Regions from separate parts of the Mus musculus genome. Here all the other regions are linked to region 3. The links are chromatin contacts, called in public Hi-C, HiChIP or PLAC-seq and promoter capture Hi-C maps. All regions are on one chromosome and are shown on one strand. Each heading gives the region's core, a stretch centred on a gene start, on an enhancer-like site or on the middle of the called end of the contact. The rest is flanking DNA. Distances are from core to core; before and after follow the strand shown. Region 1 holds the start of Fxyd4 (FXYD domain-containing ion transport regulator 4). Region 2 has its middle 52 kb from the start of Bms1. Region 3 holds the start of Csgalnact2 (chondroitin sulfate N-acetylgalactosaminyltransferase 2). Region 4 has its middle 27 kb from the start of Gm30498.

What was found. Hi-C and Micro-C count contacts between places; a contact is called where the count stands out from the background. HiChIP or PLAC-seq counts read pairs in DNA pulled down with a chosen protein or histone mark. Capture Hi-C pulls out chosen DNA fragments and counts their contacts.
Region 1: a contact with region 3 is called in a promoter capture Hi-C map of liver. The contact joins the promoter of Fxyd4 here to the promoter of Csgalnact2 in region 3. A contact is called at or near these places in 6 of 39 promoter capture datasets (the 3T3-L1 cell line, fetal liver, hippocampal neurons and 2 more), 1 of 15 datasets of contacts at CTCF or cohesin (the NIH/3T3 cell line), 5 of 484 Hi-C or Micro-C datasets (CD4 T cells, LSK cells, memory CD8 T cells and 2 more), 3 of 115 datasets of contacts at active chromatin or transcription factors (bone marrow-derived macrophages, effector CD8 T cells and memory CD8 T cells) and 3 of 9 other capture datasets (adipose tissue, liver and pancreatic islet).
Region 2: a contact with region 3 is called in a FOXA1 HiChIP or PLAC-seq map of pancreatic cancer cells. The contact joins the enhancer-like site here to the promoter of Csgalnact2 in region 3. A contact is called at or near these places in 8 of 39 promoter capture datasets (the 3T3-L1 cell line, 3T3-L1-derived adipocytes, the HPC-7 cell line and 3 more), 1 of 15 datasets of contacts at CTCF or cohesin (large pre-B cells), 1 of 484 Hi-C or Micro-C datasets (the 3T3-L1 cell line), 4 of 115 datasets of contacts at active chromatin or transcription factors (the 230-238 cell line, embryonic stem cells, pancreatic cancer cells and 1 more) and 4 of 9 other capture datasets (adipose tissue, embryonic stem cells, liver and 1 more).
Region 4: a Hi-C map of the N1E-115 cell line shows a contact between it and region 3, with 2.7 times the contacts expected there. The contact joins the enhancer-like site here to the promoter of Csgalnact2 in region 3. A contact is called at or near these places in 1 of 484 Hi-C or Micro-C datasets (the N1E-115 cell line), 1 of 115 datasets of contacts at active chromatin or transcription factors (acute myeloid leukemia) and 3 of 9 other capture datasets (adipose tissue, embryonic stem cells and pancreatic islet).

What each region holds. Positions count from the first base shown.
Region 1 is chr6:117,935,896-117,938,595 of GRCm38.p6, forward strand. It overlaps Fxyd4 (FXYD domain-containing ion transport regulator 4), which reads right to left and starts at 1,440. Exons shown (of 9, transcript NM_033648.1): 1 at 1,396-1,440; 2 at 843-885; 3 at 1-27.
Region 2 is chr6:118,366,437-118,369,359 of GRCm38.p6, forward strand. No RefSeq gene overlaps it. Among named protein-coding and RNA genes, the nearest start is that of Bms1, 52 kb to the right of the region's middle. Within about 2 kb of position 1,270, at least 32 of the 459 cell types and tissues checked have an H3K27ac peak or open chromatin away from gene starts, as enhancers often do. A contact at or near this core is called in pancreatic cancer cells, where this site is marked.
Region 3 is chr6:118,137,439-118,140,443 of GRCm38.p6, forward strand. Csgalnact2 (chondroitin sulfate N-acetylgalactosaminyltransferase 2) reads right to left here and starts at 1,702. Exons shown (of 8, transcript NM_030165.3): 1 at 1,585-1,702.
Region 4 is chr6:118,334,674-118,337,406 of GRCm38.p6, forward strand. No RefSeq gene overlaps it. Among named protein-coding and RNA genes, the nearest start is that of Gm30498, 27 kb to the left of the region's middle. Within about 2 kb of position 1,473, at least 19 of the 459 cell types and tissues checked have an H3K27ac peak or open chromatin away from gene starts, as enhancers often do. A contact at or near this core is called in the N1E-115 cell line, where this site is marked.

The DNA.
Region 1 (2,700 bases), core at 190-2,689, 200 kb before region 3:
CAGGACCCAGGGTGAGACTGCAGGCTGCTGGGTGAGATGCAGAGTAGAAGTGGTGGCTTGGGTCTGTGATCTGTGACCTGCCACAGCTCACCCCATTAGTAAGAGGCAGAACTGGTGTGAAAATTAGACATATGAATCCCACATAGGCAAGCGCTGACCTTAAGGAAACGATCGCTTTCCACTTCCCCATACAGATGGTACTAGTGATTACCCGGGTATGTGGATTGCTTAATTCTAGTTACGTGTTCAGAAACAGAACACCCTGGAGTGACCACGTAGGCTTTGCGATCATCTCTTTCACAGAAGGTAGGAATCCACGAAGATAAAACCAAATGCTCCAAGTGAGGTAGGTGTCTGTTCTACGAAGGAGCTAGGCTTTCCCAACCAGGTGTCCAGGCCCTGCCTCTTCCACTTGAAAAGATCTGGGCCTGGAGTAATCCGGTTGAGTCGTAGATTATCTCAGAATTCAACAACAGGGCTGGAGGGTGCAGTTCCAGCCTCCTCTTCTAGAGCCAGGAACTCTGCTCCAAGCAGCCCCAGATCTACTCAGAGCATAGGTACCTGCTAGAAAGGTCTGCTGGTGTGAGAGACATAGCCCCTTTCTCCTGTGAGTAGGTCCTACCCAGGGCCTCATTTACATTGCTTGTGACACCCCTTGTGCAGCTGAGTTTTAGAGAGAAAAAGCCCCAGCCTTTCTTTCTGTATAATGGTAGCTATAGGCTAGTGCCAAGGGTTCAGTTTTGAAGCCTCGGTTACTGTCTACTATACTTAGCTCTGATCTGCTAATGAGATCACAGATCCAGCACCTACTGGCTGGGCTCAGTCTTCTCACATCCACTTACCAGGTGTGTGACTTAGCAGGTAATATCTCTGTGTTTCAGTGTCCTGAAAATTATAACAACCTTGTAAATTATGCAGATGAAATTAAGGGAGCTATGTATGATATGTAAATCCTAAAATATAGACCTAGCCCTGAAAACCTGCTACAGTATATATAAACCACATGGGCTTTTTGCCTTAAGATGGAAAAATGGATTAAAAATCTCCTGGACATGGGAGTTTATAATCTACCAGTCTCTGAAGCTGGTTTTCTTTTGTCCTTCATCAGTTTCTCCTACCCCTTCACACAAAGCCACAGCTCCTGGATTGTCTCATTTTCATTTTACTTCTGCTTCTGTTAAAGGTTGGCCCTTACTTCCCCTAGTCCTGAACTCGCTGCTACACAGTCTTAAAATCAGAACTCTCAAGGCCGGGAGAGGCCATCTCTGTTCTCACAATCCCCAAATAGTTGTTCACTTCTCAGAGTCTTGGAGGCATCCCCTCCCCCTTCCTCAGATGGTCTTTCTGCCACCCCTTCTAAGGAGCACACTTAAGTCCCAGCAAACATCTACTCACCCGGGAGATGACTCGAGCCAGGGGAGTGGTGCAGAGAGGAAGTCTGAGGAGAGCCTAGGTGGGTTCTGCTCTTTAAACCCAGGGGCTCCGCCCTGGGCCACACACCAGCAGTCTGGAGGGAACTGGTCCTACCTCTTATGCTCCCGTAGGCAGCCCTCCCCACCTGCTCTTAAGGCCATAGCTCACTTACCACACCCAGGGTAGAGCCAGTGCTGGGTCCTGGCTCCTTCAAGCTAAGGAATGAGGGAGAGACGGGAAAACTGAGACTACTGGATTTCAGTCCATGCTCCAGAGGAAAAGGGGGCCTCCTCAGTCTACCTAGGTCTTACGAGAAAGCTCCAGGTTTGGAAGGATGGCTTGGAAGGTAAAAGTACTTGTTACCACAACTGACAAGCTGAATCTGAGCCCAGAAACCACAGGGTAGAACGAAAGCTGACTCAGAAGTTATCTCTGATCTCTCTCTCTCTCTCTCTCACACACACATACACACACACACACACACACACACACACACACACACACACTAAAGGCCGCAGGGGTTCAGCCTCCTGGCTTGTGCTGTGTGGAATACCTTGGAGACAGTGAAGTAGATAATAGAGACTGGCAGTCGCACTGTTTTTATTTGAACTCGGTGTTCAGAGAGACGGGGCTGGGTCTGACAGGGAACCATTGGTTCACTTTACCACCTTCTTGCTAAACCTAGACACCCTGTGACTTGAGGAACCTACTTCAGGTGGAATAGGACACTGTCCCAGTCCAGGTAGACTTTTGCCTGCCTCCCACAGAGGGAGGGACATTGCCAGGGACAGGATAGCCTGCTTTGTCCGATGCTGGCCCAAACCATCCTACCATGGACCTTTGGATGATCCTCGAATCTCTTCTCTTTCCCAAGTGAGGGAGACTTGTCCCTGTCTAGAGGTCACTGAAGAAGAGTTGAGGTTGTCTGTCTTAGATAGGTGGGAAAGGGCTGTGAAAGGATTCAACAGTTACTTTCTTTTTAATTTTGTAATTGTGATGTTCTGCCTGCCTTTGCCTCCTGAGTGCTGGGATTAAAGATGTGTAATCGTACCCAGCCCTCAACCAGTTTTCTTACACTACCCGGGACCACCTGGCCAGGGGTGATGTCACCCCGGGTGAGCTAGACCCTACCGAATTGACTATTAATCAAGAAAATGCCTTGCAGATTTGTCTAGAAGTCAATTTTTTTTTTAAGATAGGGTTTCTCTGTATAGCCCTGGCTGTCCTGGAACTCACTCTATAGATCAGGCTGGCCTTGAACTCAGAAATCTGCCTGCCTCTGCCTCC
Region 2 (2,923 bases), core at 20-2,519, 230 kb after region 3:
CTTGCCCTAAGTACTCCCAGCTGACTCATAACATTTGCTGACCAACTCGCTGGCACATATTGATCCTGTGTCTGCAAGCCTGGGGCTTGTGTATTTCAATCTTATCCAGATGCAGTCCCCTTCGTTCATCAAAATCTCAGACATAGCTAGTCAGCTCCCTGGAATACAGGGGCTCCCCCTACCAGTTCCCTAAAACCTACTTGCCTCCAGATCCAACTTGCATAGCACAGATGTTCTTGGATGGACTCAATGTCCCTCAGCCTCCAGGGATCTTCCTCCCTTTCCCCTGCTTTCAAGAAGATATACATACATACATACATACATACATACATACATACATACACACACACACACACACACACACACACACATACATACATACATATATATATATATTTGTTTTTTTCGAGACAGGGTTTCTCTGTGTAGCCCTGGCTGTCCTGGAACTCACTCTGTAGACCAGGCTGGCCTCGAACTCAGAAATCCACCTGCCTCTGCTCCCGAGTGCTGGGATTAAAGGCGTGCACCACCATTGCCTGGCTCAGAAGCTTCTTGAAGCATGATCTTGCCCAAAGCACTCAAATTTTTCCATGTTGGTCCACACCATCAGGTATGGACATGCGTGTCACCATCTGAGCACCGCCTGTACCATGGCTTCTCTTCTTATGTTAGATCCCATTGTCCACACAGGGAACCAACCACCCATGAAGTCCAGGGTTCATCATGGAACTTTCAATACTGAAACGAGAGTAGTCCCAATAGAGGGGCAAGTTAGTATACATTGTTGTCTTCCCAGCATGAGTAGCCCAATTTGCCCTCACAGATGACCCACCCATTCCAAGTCTCACTTAGAGAGCCTGTTTAGCCTTCCCAAAATGTTCTCTGTACTTTCTATGTCACCACTGCAGTAAGCTTGTCTCCTACTGTCGGAGGGACTGTGGGGTTGATGGTTGTGTTTCCTGATCAGCTGATAGCGATATCTCTTGCCCAGTTGGTTCTCATATTCGAGAAAGATCTGCACTCGGATTTCTAGGAAGCATGAGGGGTGGACTTGCTGTGTTTCCAACCATAAACTGTTCCTTTCTTGATCCAGGGGGACCATGAAAAGAATCTTAGAGAGATACCAATGTCAACCGACCCACAGACCCAAGGGAGAAGTAAGGACAGGAGAAAAGCTGGGAAGAGCCGAGTCCCTGAGTATGATGGGTGTCTGACTCAGAGGCGTCCAGACAGCCTGTATGAATCATATATGATGCACACACCAAGGACAACAGGCCGCCTGCCTCTCTAGGGAACACACAGCACTTGGTGACTCGCTCCAGGAGGTGAGCTAAGGCCACCGTAGGTGTGAGGGAGAACTCTCATCTCTGTACACGGTCAGACCAAGGTGTCCATCCAAGGGAACTTGTCCTCTGCCCTTCCCTTAGCCATGCTGATGACAAGTTACATTCAGAACAAGAGCCTGTCACTTATGCAGGACGTAAGCGCATACCCTAACTGTAGACCCAGCAGCCAGCCTTTCAGCCACCAGCTATCAACTTAGCCCACATAAGAGCTCCACGGAAGGGGCTGCCTTCCACAGCCAAACTGTAGGTGTCAGTTTGGAGAATAAAGGAAGGCTTGCTCAGTCAGTGAGCCTCATGGGAACTCAGAGATGACCATGAGTTCTTTGGGCAAGAAGCCACACAGTGCCACCCAGGTGACAGTAGGGCACAGTCAGACTCACTGGCTGAGGCCAAGATCGCCTCACCAAGACATGCCAGCCAGTCCACAAAGATGTTACACATACAGGAAGTAAAAAGAGAAGGCAGACCCATCAGAGAGAAGCTGGTGTTCTCATGTGGAGAGGAGGAGAGGCACTCAAGTAAAGCAGCCAGGAGCAGGTTACACTGTGGACCTTAGAGTCCCTGGGCAAGAGCCCAGACGCTGCAATGAGCAGGGGCTGCAATCCTGGCTTCCATAGCCTCATAAAAGATAAAAACAAACCCGAGATGCAGTGTCTGTCCAGCAGAGCTAGCCACCCTGTCTGCAGGGGCCTTCCGGCAAGGATGGCTACCTCTGTAGACCTCTTTTGTTCTGTGGACTTGCTGAGCCAAGGGAAGCAAGGTTGGTGGAGTCAATATGGCCAGGGTCTTGCCCAGGCAACCCAGGTAATAGGTGGCCATCCTCAGCCCCCAAGCCATAGTCCTGTTAACCTCTATGTTCTCATCTGCCTGCTACCACTACCTGCCTCTCCCAAGAGCATGCACCCAGGAAGGCCAACATGGGCTAGCCTGCACTAAACCTGGTGGTCAGCATTTGTGGGACAAACAAAGAGGAGGGATGAGTGCACCCACAGATTTCTTACTCTGGTCCAAAGACATCAAGGCCTTCTTCTGTTTTGCTTTCTCCTGGGCTGAACAGTGTTTCTCAGATGTGCTAGTCAGAGTTCCCCAGAGGAACAGAGCCAATAGGAGATGTGGGCAGGCATTAAAATTTGTATTATGGGAATTTCTCATGTGGTGGTAGAGGCAGAAAAGACCCACAGCTGATAGTCTGCAAGCTGTAGATCTATGACAGCAGGGAATGCGGGTTCAGCTGACGTTTTACATCTCAGTCTCTGGGCAGAAGAGCCCTGCTGGGGTCCAAATAGGCAGGATGGGAGAGAATTCCCTTTCCTCTGCCCTTCTTTTCTAGGGAGGTCCCAAACAGATTGTGGGAACCTTGCTGGAAGTCCTCACAGACACGTTCAGAATGCTGGTGAACCCAAGTACCACTCTGTCTAGTACCAATGGCGCAGTCAGTCACCTTGTTATTACACTTCAGGCTTGGTATCACCTGCATTGACCACATTAATTGCTGAGATGGGACACCTCCATATTTGCTCCATTAAGGACCAAGAGGACTTTACCCTTGGACCTAGCCACCAGGCCCAGCACCACGA
Region 3 (3,005 bases), core at 452-2,951:
CAAAGTGCAAATAGTAGCTTAATGACTATACATGTGTTTGAGACAGGGTCTCAGGGTATATATTCTTGGCTGGCCTGGAACTCACAGAGATACACTGTCCTCTGCCTCCTGCGTGCTGGGATGAAAGGTGTGCACCACCATGCCTTAACTCATATTTTTAAAACCAACCTTCACTTCTGTATTAGTTAAGATAATCTTTTAAAAAAGAAAGAGTCCACGTTAGTTAGGATGTAATTTTTTTCCTATTGTAGGTCTCAGCCATTTTACATCTGACAGAAATGTATTCACATACTAAGACATTCACAAGAATGTTATAACACCCCTAAAACCTAAAACAAATAATACACAAATCTGGAAGCACACATTCATGAACAGAAGAACAATCACATCACAGAATGGCACATTACACTATAAGAAAGAATTATCAACACCATACCATGATATGAATGATATCATATCAAAAAACACGAACAGTGACTTCCACAGCAATATTCTGAGAATACTATATATTAACTCCATTAACATGAAGCTTAAAATAGTCCAAACTAATGGCTGATGAAAGAAGTCAGAACTCTTAATGGGGAAGCAGGGGTAACCTATTTGGAAGAAGCAGAGCACTATGGGAATGTTGTACAATTAAAATCTGATGTGTGTAGCAGCAGACAAGGTAAGAAGCATGTAATGATTCACAGACAGTTCATTTTCATGCATTTGTTGACGTTTTTTTATATTTTATACCACTACAAAAGGAGTGTAGATGGATAAACAGTAATTTCTTAATTATCTGAAACTAAAGCTGGTTGTTTAATATCAACACTTCTAAGCCTCATATACTGAAAACACAACACCCTTTTTATATTCTTTTAGTCACATAATTTAAAAAAGATAGTAGCAAATATTCCCGAATATTATGCCATAAAACACCTTTTTATTACTTCGGAAATCAGAGGTGCTTTTTTAAATGCACCTTTAAGAGATGGCATTAATCCCCAAGGTATTAAAGGCCCAGGGGCCTTCAGTGGCATGAACTGTCAGGACACTGCATGTACATTTCAAAAACAAGCTAAAGCACACCTTCAGATTTAATGAGGACTTAAGAAGAAAAGCGTTAGATTTGTAACCAAACTGTCATGCCGCCAATGTCATCATCACAAACACAAGTACCGCTGTGGTATTTGACAAATTACCCAGCCAGTTGCTCAGAAATGCAGGAATTTTCTAAACTATCTGGTCCTTCTGACAGTTCTCCGTTTTTGGTTTTTATCCAGGTTCCGGCGATCATCAATTCCTACTCCAAGAGCATCTTTTAAAGGGGAGCGTTTTGTCAGAGGCAGGAGGGCTGCTGCCAGTGGGCGCGTTCAACCCCACAGTAAAAAGTTTAGCCACTCAGCAGAGATGATGACGAGGAGGTTAAAAAAAAAACCTGACACGCAAACCAGCGGTCCCTGGCAGCAGCGGTCTCCAAAACGGGACCAGCCTCGGGAGGGCGCGTCAAGGAAGCGCCGCGCCCAGCGGCGTCCCGGAGGGCTCGTCCGAGGGGACCGGCCGCTGCCCAGAGGCGCGGCAGGACACGGCGGTACTCACCGCGCCCGCCGCTCAGCGTCGCCGCCTCTGGGGACCTGCACACCTGGCCAGCGCCCTGCGCGGGGCCGGCCCGGCGCGCCGCCGCGGAGCACCGCCACTTCCGGCGCGCGCGAGGAAATGAGGGAAATGAGGCTGGGTTGCTGTGGCGCGCCCGCCTCCGCGGTCAGGCCCCGCCCTCCACAGCCAGACTCCGCCCTCCAGGGCCAGACCCAGCCCACCGCAGCCGGGCTCCGCCCTCCACACTGCCAAGTCCCGCCCTCCAGGGCCAGGCCTTTCTCTTTCCAGCTAGGACACGCCTATTCCTCCCTCTTCTGTCCTGTGCCCTGCACAGAAAGCTCCACAGATGACAGTTGATTCATCTAAAAACAAACAAACAAACAACAACTGAGATGGGTGCTCAAGCCCTGTGGGATAAATAGCCTGGGAACATCATGCCTTAGAGACACTTAACTAGACACGCATGTGGCTAATCGTCACATAAGTGCTAACCTGGCAGAGCTGACTAGCGGGGAGGCTGAGGATAGCCAACATGCCTTCTGCTCAGGGAAGATCGGTACTGAACACTGAAGAGGTCCTTACGTGTTTTTACTTAAAATAAATAATTCCATTTGCTGCATGTAAAGTACCGTGTGTGTGTGTGTGTGTGTGTGTGTGTGTGTGTGTGTGTGTGTGAAGTCTAGCCTTTTCAGAAAAGCACACACTGGCAAAGTTGGAAAGAGACTGGATATGCAGTCAGCAAGCCTATCTTAGAAGTAGGTGATCCAGACCGTTAAAGTTTTCAGGATTTCCCTTGTGGCATTAGAGGAGAACATCTGGGCAGAAGATATCTCAACAACTGTCAGCCAATAGAGCCAGCTGTGGTCAGGAACAAAGTGTCTCCCTTGGACAGCTGCTTCTTTAGGACGCACCTTGAAGTCCCCTCAGACATCCATCTTCTCTAGTACAATCACAAAAGACAGTCCACGTGGGTTAGCTGCCTGCTGTCTACCAGCCACAGTCCTAAGTATGAGTGCAGGGAGGCAGGAGAATTCTCTCCTAGGAGACTTGGAACATGGGGACCTTTAGCAAATGGTTAAGTGCCCAGCACTGCTAAATTTCCAAGATAAGGCAAAAATTCTCTAATGTATTAATAAAGTAGATATAAATGGCACCTCACTGAAATCTTAGCGAGCCACGATGCCAGACTCCAGCTTTGGCACTGTTAGTCCAAGCCCACATCTACTGTGTGCCTACGTTACACTTGACATTTCATTAACAGTTTCTGAGAAGTCCCCAGAAGCCAGGTGTGACATCTGCCTATAGTCCTAGCACTCATGAGGCTGAGACAGAAAAATGATATTTTTCAGGCCTTCCTGGATTACTTAGTAAGTTCCAGGGCAGCCTGGGATATACATTGAGCCCTTATCTCAAACAAAAAGAAA
Region 4 (2,733 bases), core at 223-2,722, 200 kb after region 3:
CCACGGGGAAGCCCATTAAGCCGTCATCCACTGTATACTTTCTCCCCAAGACTGGTGTGGAATGCAGTCTGGTGTGAACCCTATGAGGTTGATACTCGGCTAGGCAAGGTCATGACCTTCAAAGGTTGGCCCTTGGGTAGAACAAAAGCATAGAGATGAGAACCATGGGCCACCGCCCTCTGGAATGCCTGTCTCCTCCAGGAGAGCCTGCCTCCTCAGCCTGGCACATAGGGCATCCCCAGCCCCAGCCAACGCTTCCAAATATACCATCCACATTAACCCTATGCAAACCCTGCTTTCCTGAATTTAGAAGGGAGCCTAAGCCCAGGCCATGTGCTTCACTGACCATTGCGTCCTCCTGGGTTGCTCAATACTGTCTTGCACCACCCTCCTGCCCAGAGCTCTCCAAGCTTGCCCCTGCCACAGGCCCTCTGCTCTGCTGCCCACTCCCTTGCTCTGGACATCTATGAGCAGATCTGACTTTCCAGTACAGTGGCTGCTCCCCACCATGCCAGCCTGTCACTGGCATTCCCATGATTTGTTTTGTATTTTTCATGACATGCATCCTCAGAAACTGTTTTGTATGCTTATGTGACTTGGTTTTCCTCCCCGGGGACGTGGGCGAGATGGGTCATGTTGGTGCTAGTTCGGGTGCAGTAAAGGGTTGCAGCATGGGCATGCATTTAGCTTGGCTGTTGTAGAAGCTAGGCCCTGGTTCTTCCTCCTAAGCTCATGATCCCAGAAATAAGACTCAGACTCAAAAATATACTTACAAATACCTGGACCATATAGCTAGGCTCTGCTCTGAGAGTAGAGCCTGTGCTCAGGTACCATGCGTCTGTCTCCTCACATCTTCCTGAGTGGATCTCCTGCACCTGGCTCTATCCCAGAATCCTTTCTCCTCTCGGACGTCCCACCTATTTCCTGCCTAAGCCATAGGCTATAAGCTTTTTAATTGACAGGTGATGCATCCATACAACGCACAAGATATTATCTCTACAGGCTGTAGCACCTTAGACACTACAGGTTGCCATGTGCTATCTGGTCTGGAATAGCTGAAGTTAGCTGGTTGTGGGGTCGGTCCTGGATCCCATATGGAGCCAGAGGCCAAGCTGGTCAAGAGGCTCTGAGAAGCAGGAAAACTGAGGAATCTGCAGAAACTCCCTGCTAGTGGACACAGTTGTACCCACTGGACAGAGATAAAATCCTTCCTCTCCCGGGAAAAACAGACTGTGTCCTCCACACATGGGCTAAGCAATGTCCCAACCCCTGCCTGCTCCAACTTCTTCTACAGATTGGGGATAGAGGCAGGGGCCACTGCAGGCTTCTGGCCTCCCCTGCACTACTCACTCTGGCTTCCACAGCTACCCAAGCAAAAAGAAAGATCTTACCATCCAGGCTTAGTGTACCCGTGCCCAGAGCCTTATACATTCCTAGCAGAGCCTTTCAGAAGCCTCCTGGCTGTTAGCCCACTGCAGTGCCCAGCAATTATTCACTAAAATCGAGAGGCGCTGTTTAGAGGACGCCCTAGACTGCCCTAGACTGTTGCTACCTGATTCCTGATTGCCTTGGTGAAGAGTGGAGAGAGAGAGCTGTCTGTCTCCCTTGGGTACCCGGTGCCCCAGGCTGGTTTTGACTAGGGGGATACTTTGTGTATGTTCCTTTCCACCATTTGATACATTTGTCTTCACTCAGTGAGCTCCTTAAAGAGATGTAAGCTTCTGGTGGTAGCTACTGTGTACATTCTCCAGAGCTAGAGCAGAGCCCAGCAAACAGACTCTGGACCTAGCGAGTCTGTGTTACAAGACGGTGGCCTGGATGCTAAACCATACTGTTAAGGACCTCATGATCGCTAAGGAAAGGCTGATCATTCCCTACAAGTTTCACATGTTACTACCTTGATGTCACCTGTGTGCTTGGAAAAGGAAGGAAGCGCAAAGTTTAGTGTGCAGCAAAACGCAGACCACAGAAGGAAATGTGAAGTGCACAGGGGGAATCTTGCAAGCCAGCAGTGGGCGGACTAGCATTGTACGTGCCGGGCTATTGTTCCTGGCTGTGCACAGCTCTGTGCTGCCCACACCCCACACTTTTTCAGAGGCTCTTTGGCTAAGGAGAAGGTGGGGGTCGGAACAAGCCACTTCTCATTTTCTTTAACCAGCCCAAGGAGAAACAGAGCATGGATTTCTGAGAGTCTCATAATTAAATGAATTAAAATGTTTTCCTTCGTGGTGACTTTGCCAACTCCCATCCACCCCTCTTTGGCCCTGTTCCCAGAGAGTGGCAGAGCTGGGAGGATGCAGAATGACATGTTGGCTCCAAGGGGTGAGCAGGGGTGCCTCCAGAGCAATTAGCTTATGCATCATCATTCTGGGGCAGGGGTGGGGATTTATGGCTAGCCTTCAGAGCATTCCAGCCCAGACCTTCTCAGTCCAGATCTTTTTGCTGGAGACGTTCCTGGAAGCAGAAGCTGGGTATTCATTCCAATCGCAGTCAGATGGGAGCCCATTCATAAGATAGCTGTCCACAGGCTCCTCTCCTGTCACTCCAGCCTGACCTTGAGCCACCAGCGCTGTCAAGGAGGAAAACATTGGGCTCAACCGCAGCCTTCCCGGCAGGCCTAAGTGGCAACAGAGGAAGTCACGTAGAAGAATGGGATGTGACGGCCTAATGGCTCAGCATCTCTAGTCTGGGTGTCATCCTCAATATCCTCTTCACATTCTTCTGCCAGGGAGG